Linked DNA regions of Danio rerio: region 1 is linked to region 2. The links are chromatin contacts, called in public HiChIP or PLAC-seq maps. All regions are on one chromosome and are shown on one strand. The core of a region is the stretch at or near the end of the contact, and the rest is flanking DNA. Distances in the headings are between cores, read along the strand shown. Region 1 holds the start of dmrt3a (doublesex and mab-3 related transcription factor 3a). Region 2 holds the start of ctsla (cathepsin La).

What was found. HiChIP or PLAC-seq counts read pairs in DNA pulled down with a chosen protein or histone mark.
Region 1: an H3K4me3 HiChIP or PLAC-seq map of gastrula embryo shows a contact between it and region 2, with 2.6 times the contacts expected there. The contact joins the promoter of dmrt3a here to the promoter of ctsla in region 2. A contact is called at or near these places in 2 of 4 datasets of contacts at active chromatin or transcription factors (embryo and gastrula embryo).

What each region holds. Positions count from the first base shown.
Region 1 is chr5:45,882,783-45,886,408 of GRCz12tu, reverse strand. It overlaps dmrt3a (doublesex and mab-3 related transcription factor 3a), which reads right to left and starts at 1,689. Exons shown (of 2, transcript NM_001005779.2): 1 at 1,104-1,689. The coding sequence starts at 1,485. All of the region lies in intron 2 of LOC141385595 (a long non-coding RNA gene), which reads left to right. It also overlaps a transcript of dmrt1 not described here.
Region 2 is chr5:45,685,646-45,689,690 of GRCz12tu, reverse strand. It overlaps ctsla (cathepsin La), which reads right to left and starts at 1,302. Exons shown (of 7, transcript NM_212584.1): 1 at 1,168-1,302; 2 at 958-1,080; 3 at 713-865. The coding sequence starts at 1,293.

The DNA of each region.
Region 1 (3,626 bases), core at 440-2,939, 200 kb before region 2:
AATTATAAAACTGTCAGTTAACATTAGTTAAAATCTATTGAAGCCTGGTCATTTGCCGACAGTTCTTAGAAATGGCTAAAGTGATTGCCTTTAAGTCCAGCTAAAACTCTGACACTAGTAAAACTTTGTCTGCTTCTGCAGACTATAGTGCAACATTCAGGTTACTGACCTGTCAGCACTCCTGTGATTTATAATGGGCAACTTTATTAGCTGTTTGTATAAAAGCGCTGACGTCGTGGCAGTGAAAATATTTCGTCGATGCCACTTAATTACAGTTTTGCAGACTGATTACTTTAGAAACATTTTACATCAGCTTGGACTTCGCCTACTTTGCATTTGACTTGCCACGAAATGATTATCAGGGCCTTGCCTATTACCTCTAATATGTACTGTCGGTCGCAGAATAAAGTATTTAAAACGACCAGCATTCAGATCATCTCACCGAAATAAGCCGATACCAGTTTCTTAATGCAAAATGTCGGATTGTTGTATATATATATACATATACGGATTATATATATATAATTTAATGAAAAAATAATTTAGTTGGAATTTCAGAACTTTTCCTGTAAAATGCAGAATGTTTATTCTCAAGTATATTAAATATCGAAAAAAGTGTGGATCTAATAAAAGTGTTTTGCTGGAATTTCTATTCATTATCATAAATGATATAAAACATAATATTTTAATGTAAACAAAATAATATGTTTATTGTGATGAATTTATAGTTTCGTTATCAATAGCTTGTTCTAAAAAACAAACTGTCCGCATTGTCCATTATCATGTTTTTTCGGAACCAATGCATATTATTTTGTTTAATATTTGTGACAAGCCTAAATATAATTTTTATTATTTTATTCGTAATATATTAACATATTAATTTACTAATTAGGTTGTAAAAGTTGCCAGTGTCAATGTTTAAAAATCCAGCCAATGTTCTCGTTTATCCAATTATGTGTTAAATAAGATTTGTAAGTAAGTTATTAAATAAGTAAATAAGGACCAGTTACAATATTGATGTGTGCAAACAACGCATCGTCATCAGGGTTGCTAAAACTTAATTCCAATCAGTAAACTTTTTCAAATACTGAGAAAGCGGTTACCTTGCGGTGTTTTGGGGGTCCCGGTCTCTGTGCTCCAGCGCAGGTCTATGTCGCTGGCCCGCGGGTTCGCGCTCTGCTCTCCGCTGTTCACCGTGATGCCGGGCAGCGCTCTCAGAGACTCCGGGATCAAACTCTCCAAACTCTCGTTCGCCTGCTGCCTCCTCAGCGCCACCTGAGCTGCCATCACCCGCTGCCGCTCGATTATCAGAATACATTTCTCACAAGTGCAGTCCTTAAATCGGCAGTAGCGCTTGTGCCCTTTCAGCCAGGACAGCACCCCGTGGTTCCTGCAGCGCGCACACTTGGGGGTCCTCTGGAGGGGCGCTCTCGGCTGGGACACCGGGCCCCCCATGTAGAGGTAGGGCGATCCGTAGCCATTCATTTCTCAAGTGGTTTCCAAAGGTGCCAGAGGCGCAAGTGCATCAGATAAGGTGTAGAGAAAGAGTGCTGTCAAGATCAAGCCCCTCGGCTGCTCGATACACTCCTGATGAGAGGTGTTGACTCTTTAAGACGAGGATCCACCTTTCGCCCCGCAATAAAGAAGTGCATCGGGCGATCTGACACGCACTAACGAGTAACTTCTATTCCTCACATCACTGTCACGAGCCATTTACATCCCCCTGACACTGGATGGAGGGAGGAAGGCTCGTTTTTTTTCTTAAATATATTTAGGGATCTTGCCGATATGCAACCTTTTACAAAGCCTACAATTACTGATAGCTTGTTTGCAGTATGGAAATTACAAAATACAAATTCGGATTATTCCTGTCAATAATAATATATTATAATATAATATAATATAATATAATATAATATAATATATGAAACAGTATAAAAACAATTGGGTCTACAAGGTAGGCCTAGGTATCGTGTTTACATGTATCAGTAATGTTTAATTTGCGTTTTCAGTTAGTGTTTAACTACAGAAGTTCAAGTCAAATAGCACAAACTGATTAATTAGATAAAAGATTAAACAGACGCACGTCGATAGCAACTGTTGGCACTCAGTTGGCATCTGTATAGGATGGTAGGCTACATCAACAAATCGTTAGTGTAATTTAATATTTCGTTAAGATATCATAATTCAACTTCATACAGAATTTAGACCAGAAACTAAATAAAAAAATAGGCTAAAAAATCGCATTATTCATAACTCTAATTTAATTCACAAAATGTGTAGCCGTGTTTGTATTTAAACGCGTATTCGAAATAATTAACAATTATATAAAATAAACTTATTAATGAACATCAAGATGAAATAAACTTCATCATTTTGACCGGTTGTTTGAACCACATCACATCGATTTGCCAACATACGAAGCATGAGGTCCTTATGACTGGAGTAATTTGAAGAATTGACTGGGAATGTAGAAATGAGTTCCCATAACTGCTGTGCGCTTTTCACCAAAACCATGCGACCACTTAGGTATTTAGTTTAACCACACGCTGCGAATTCGAATTAAACACAGGCGACAATAATATGGTGGTTTGCATTTGAATGAACTCCACTTATTCCCATGAAAAAAAAAATGTTGAATGGTGCGACATGCAGCACGAGTTAATTGAGCAATATGATTTTGACTTTAAATTAGTTCTTGAAGGATCTCATAATAATAAATAATAATAAATATTGAATGAAGTGAACTGGGCAATGTCATCTACATTAAACAGGCCTATTTGCTGTTGTGCTCACAGTAAACATGCAAAGGCTTTAAATGCGGGGGTGTAGGGTGTAAATTGCAGCACACCTTTCTTAAAATGATGCCCATCGCTTTTAAAGTCCAGTGAAACTCAACACCGGGCACCCTCGAGTCCCGTTTCTGTTCCTAAATGGGTTTATTCAAGCACGTAATGGGATCCCGGCAGCACAACTTTGAGAACTGGGGGCCACGGTAAACTTCACCACATGAACTCCGTTTCCAGGGCTATTAAGCTTTTAATTGGAAAATAGCAGATGAAATTTCAAGGTGACGATAATGCAGCATGCAGTCTGTGTATGGTGAAGGGAATTCACACCATGGGGAGCTGGAAGAGGACAGAAATGCTAATAAAATTACGCTGCAGACGCAAAAGGAATAGAGGAGAAAACGCTCTTTAAAACAAAATAAACATATAAATAGATATATACCGACAAAGGGGAAACTTTGTGAAGACTGCGGAACAACGAATCAGACGTTCAATAGGCTATGTATTTAAAATATTGAAACATTTATTTGTATCTCATTTTTGCACTCAAATTGTTTTGTGTGAACAACAAAAGCAGTTTTTGCTATTCTGTTTTTGTGGTAGCTTCCTTGCATCAAATAGATTTAAAAAATAAAAAGAGAATAAGTTGAGCTTGCATTATATCATAAATATTATATAGTTCATCTTCATGTATCACCAATCCTCATGATCCTCCTCATCTGAAGGACCTCCATCATAATATTTAAAACACATTTAATAAGTTTATTGTATTTTACTGTCAAAAATATAAATCAAAACATTAATGTCATATTTTAATTTCTAATAAAGTACAGTATT
Region 2 (4,045 bases), core at 53-2,552:
TACATAGTAGCAAGATAAATACTATAAAGCGAATGGTTTCTAAAACTTTTCAAATATCTTTGCATTCAATAGAACAAAGAAATGCAAACAGGTTTGGAAAGTGTTGAGTAAATAATGGCAGCAAGTTTATTTCTAAATGAACTATAAATTCTCAAATGAGACAAAACAAAGGTTTAAATTAAGCTAAAGTAAACAAAGTATTTTTTATTAGCTGAAGAACCAGGGTTACATTTGGATATTTAATTTAGACTAATTTTAGAAATCTGATTTCTAAACATGGAAGCGTCATGTTATACACAGTTATACATAGCGTGACACATACTAGTCATCATAACATATTTTGCTTTACAGAAACTGAGGGTACCGATATTTCAATAACCCGTTTTAGTTTTCCTTCAACTTTTATTTCATTAAAGTATACTGAGAGGTAGCATTCATTATCTTGCCCCTAAGCCTTAAATTAAAAGAATAATTCCTCAACTAAAGGCTACAGAACATTGAATGTTGTTGTGCAAAATGGGGGCCATTGTATTTAAAATCAAAAGCATTTGTTTAAACAAACACTGAATCCCTAGCTCAAGCCTTGTCAGAGTATATGGTTTACATACATTACAAGCAGAATTTACATCAAACTTCCAAACTGGAACGACCAGTTTTTTTGTTTTCTAGAGTTATGGTTCATATTAAAAAAGGCACATCATTTTTGTCTCACCTGATCTTTCACAGGAGTCACATATCCCTTCTCTCTCCAGTCCAGCTTGTTTGGGACCTCAATGAAGTTGGGCTCCATGAACAGGGATCCTCTGAATCGTCTGTCTTTCTTGTGTTTGAAACCATTCATCACCTGTCTGAACTCCTCGTGAGTCTGCAGACACAGAAAAATTTAGCTAAAATTCTGAAGGAATTTCATAAAATCAATATGCAAACGCCTTATACAAACAACTTTTGCAATCATACCATGTCTCCAAAGTGGTTCATTCCGAGTCTGTAGGTGTGTATGCCCATGGAGTGCTCCAGATTGTGCATTTCAATCTTTTTCAAGTTTTTCTCCCAGATTATCCTTCTCCACCCTTCCTCTGTCTGTGTTAAGAGAAAGCAAAATGTTCAACACAGTTCTTCATTCAATGGATGTAAACTGGAAATAAACGATGAGCTTTAGACACTCACTGCATGGTATTTTTTACTGTGCCATTTCTTCCACTGATCCCAATGATCATTTAATTGCTGGTCTAAAGTAGGAGCAGCGAACACAGCGCTGAGGCACAAGGTAAAAGCAGCCAAGAACACCCTCATGATGAAAACACTGGGGGGAAAAACAACAACAGGTCAGACATGTTGCAACAAGTGACCATGAAATTTAAAAACAACAAAACACATGCAAAGAGATCATGTCAAACATCCGGTTTACTTTTTTGCTACCCTTATGGTTTTAAATCATCTTATTTTATCATTTATTCAATTTTTAAAAATGCTCAATTGTTGGTCTTCTGTGACAAATGAAGACACAATGGAAGTCATATTAATATGCTGATTTGCTCACTGGTGCTCGGCCATTATTTAATAATCGTTTTAACTAAATACTATAAATATAATAGTGTCAAGTTGTTGTTTTTTGTGCTTCAAATTTGAGGAAATTACAATAAAATGCTACTTTGCAGTGTTCAATTACATAAGTGTTTGAAACCTGTAGGTTTGTAACAAATGCATTTATGGTCACTTTAGATTAAAATAATGTGTGATTATTTTGCCAGTTTCCAATAAATAAAGCAGAAAAAACTAATTCAACCCTCATAGCAGTAAACAAACATATTCGACTATGTTGATCTACATGGTCATCAACATTTTAGACAATATGATTTAATCAAGCCTGTTTTGTCATGGGGACAGAAACAGGCAACACGTAAAATCTTAAATGTTGCGTGAACGTTTTTAAAAGGTTTAAGATAAAATTCCTCAAGCAGGTTGAATTTATTTAAAATTTTACGTCATTTTATAGACCAATTCCTCGGTCAGTCGATTTCCCAATGTATAATTAAAGGCATATGTATATTTAAAAGAACTGGTATACGTTTCTAACGTCGTGAGATCAGATTACAGCTTCGATATTTGTTTACACCGTGCAAAGAACCACAGCTAGACAGTGATAATTAACAATTATGGACAGCACTAAAAACAGCGATAACCTAAAAGGGAGAGGACGAATTAATCATTAATAATTTATTAAAAACGTACAACACCTAACAGAGATTAACAAATAACGTACATCTGTATATAACTTAGTCTAAAAATACGTTTGTTTACGCGGGCCTCAAGACAGAAACACTGGTCTGGGAACAGAAAAGAATACAATGTTCCTGGTGTGTCTGATCTGCTGCAGTCACGGGATCTGGCCGGTCGCAGCCCACAGCTTCCCAGGAAAAGAAAACAAAGACCGAAACCAGGCCACGGAAATCGAAAAAGAAACTATTGAAACGATTTCAAAATCCACTGTTATAGCAGAAAACGCTAAATCATTAGTAAAGAAGGTAACGTTAAAGCCGTGCGTCGACGGAAGAAATAACGTTGATCACGAAACATATTTTGCAAGAGCCTCAATAAGAGAAAGACCCAAACAAGCTCATGTTCTGTAAATAAAGCAAAATAAATCTTGACCCAAACAAAGATTCATTCAACAAAACCACATTAAAGGCTCGGTAAAGGCGTTTTTATATTCAAATGTTTAAACAGCAGAACAATGTTCCAGAAAGCTGTAAAAACTCCTGACTCACCGCGTTGTCCCGAATCCAGGAGAAAATATTGTGAGTCGCTGTGAGGGGCCACAAGTTTTATAGCGCATCTGAAGGCAAATTCCTGAATTTCTCATTGGTCGAGATTATTGCCTATAGATCTGTTGATCCCGCCCCGGTGAACACGTAAGAGCATGTGATCTATCAGCACGTGACGAGTTCCCGACAGACAGTTTACTCATGGAGAAAAACAATCTTACTATCTGAAGAAAAAACAGCTTAATCAAGAGAAATCTGCTGCCTTTGAGTTCAACAAATACACATTATCGGTTATTGTTAAAGTACACGCTGACAGTCGATACTGCATAAGCTAACATTACTGCTGTTTCATACTTGGAATGCACACATTGATTTTCTTTGGTAGCTACACCTCAAAAATGAATCATGATCATGCTCTATTCATGGATGCATCATAGTTTAACTACAACAGGCTTTTATTTGTAGTAAAACATTTATATGTAGATTTTGTGGATTTTTTTTTTGTGATTTTCATAAAGGTTTCTTTTTCATATCACACATAACTAGTCCAATCACAGTCACACAAAGATGAGAGGGATTTCAGTTATTATGAACTTGACTAGTTAATTTTAAATTGCACTAACATGTGAACCTAGACCACAAAACCAGTCTTAACTTACACGCAATTTATGGGTCAATATTATAGATTTGTTATGCAAAAAGCATTAGGATATTAAGAAACAGTGATGTTCCATTGAAATAGTGTGTGCATTTCCTAATGTTAATATATCCAGAATCAATTTTTAATTAGCAAAATGCAGCTTTAAAGGCTTATTTCAATATTTACTTATGTTTGAACCCTCAAATTCTACATTTTCAAAAAGTTGCATCTCAACCAAATACGTTTCTCATTGTGTCCGCCAGGGTCTTTCAAAGTTTTAAAATGTCTTGAATCTCTAAATCAAAATTTTAGGCCTTAAAAAGTCTTACATTTACTGAAATATATTTAAATATTGTAGGTCATAAATCCTTCTAAATAGGTCTTAATTTTCCTTTGTTCATGTATTGCTTCCCAATCTGGCCAACACCCATATAACAATTGAAGAGTTCAGATGCGAAAATCTCTAAATGTTGTTTGAAATTTCAATAAGAATGATCATTATTCTCAGCCTCCTTTCTTTATGTTGAGTTATTTCACTTTGAAGACCATGGAAATAACTTATTCTTTACCATAAAAGTGAAATTACTGAACCTATACACTGAAGCCTGATGAAAACACTCATTTTAGATCAAAATTTCAG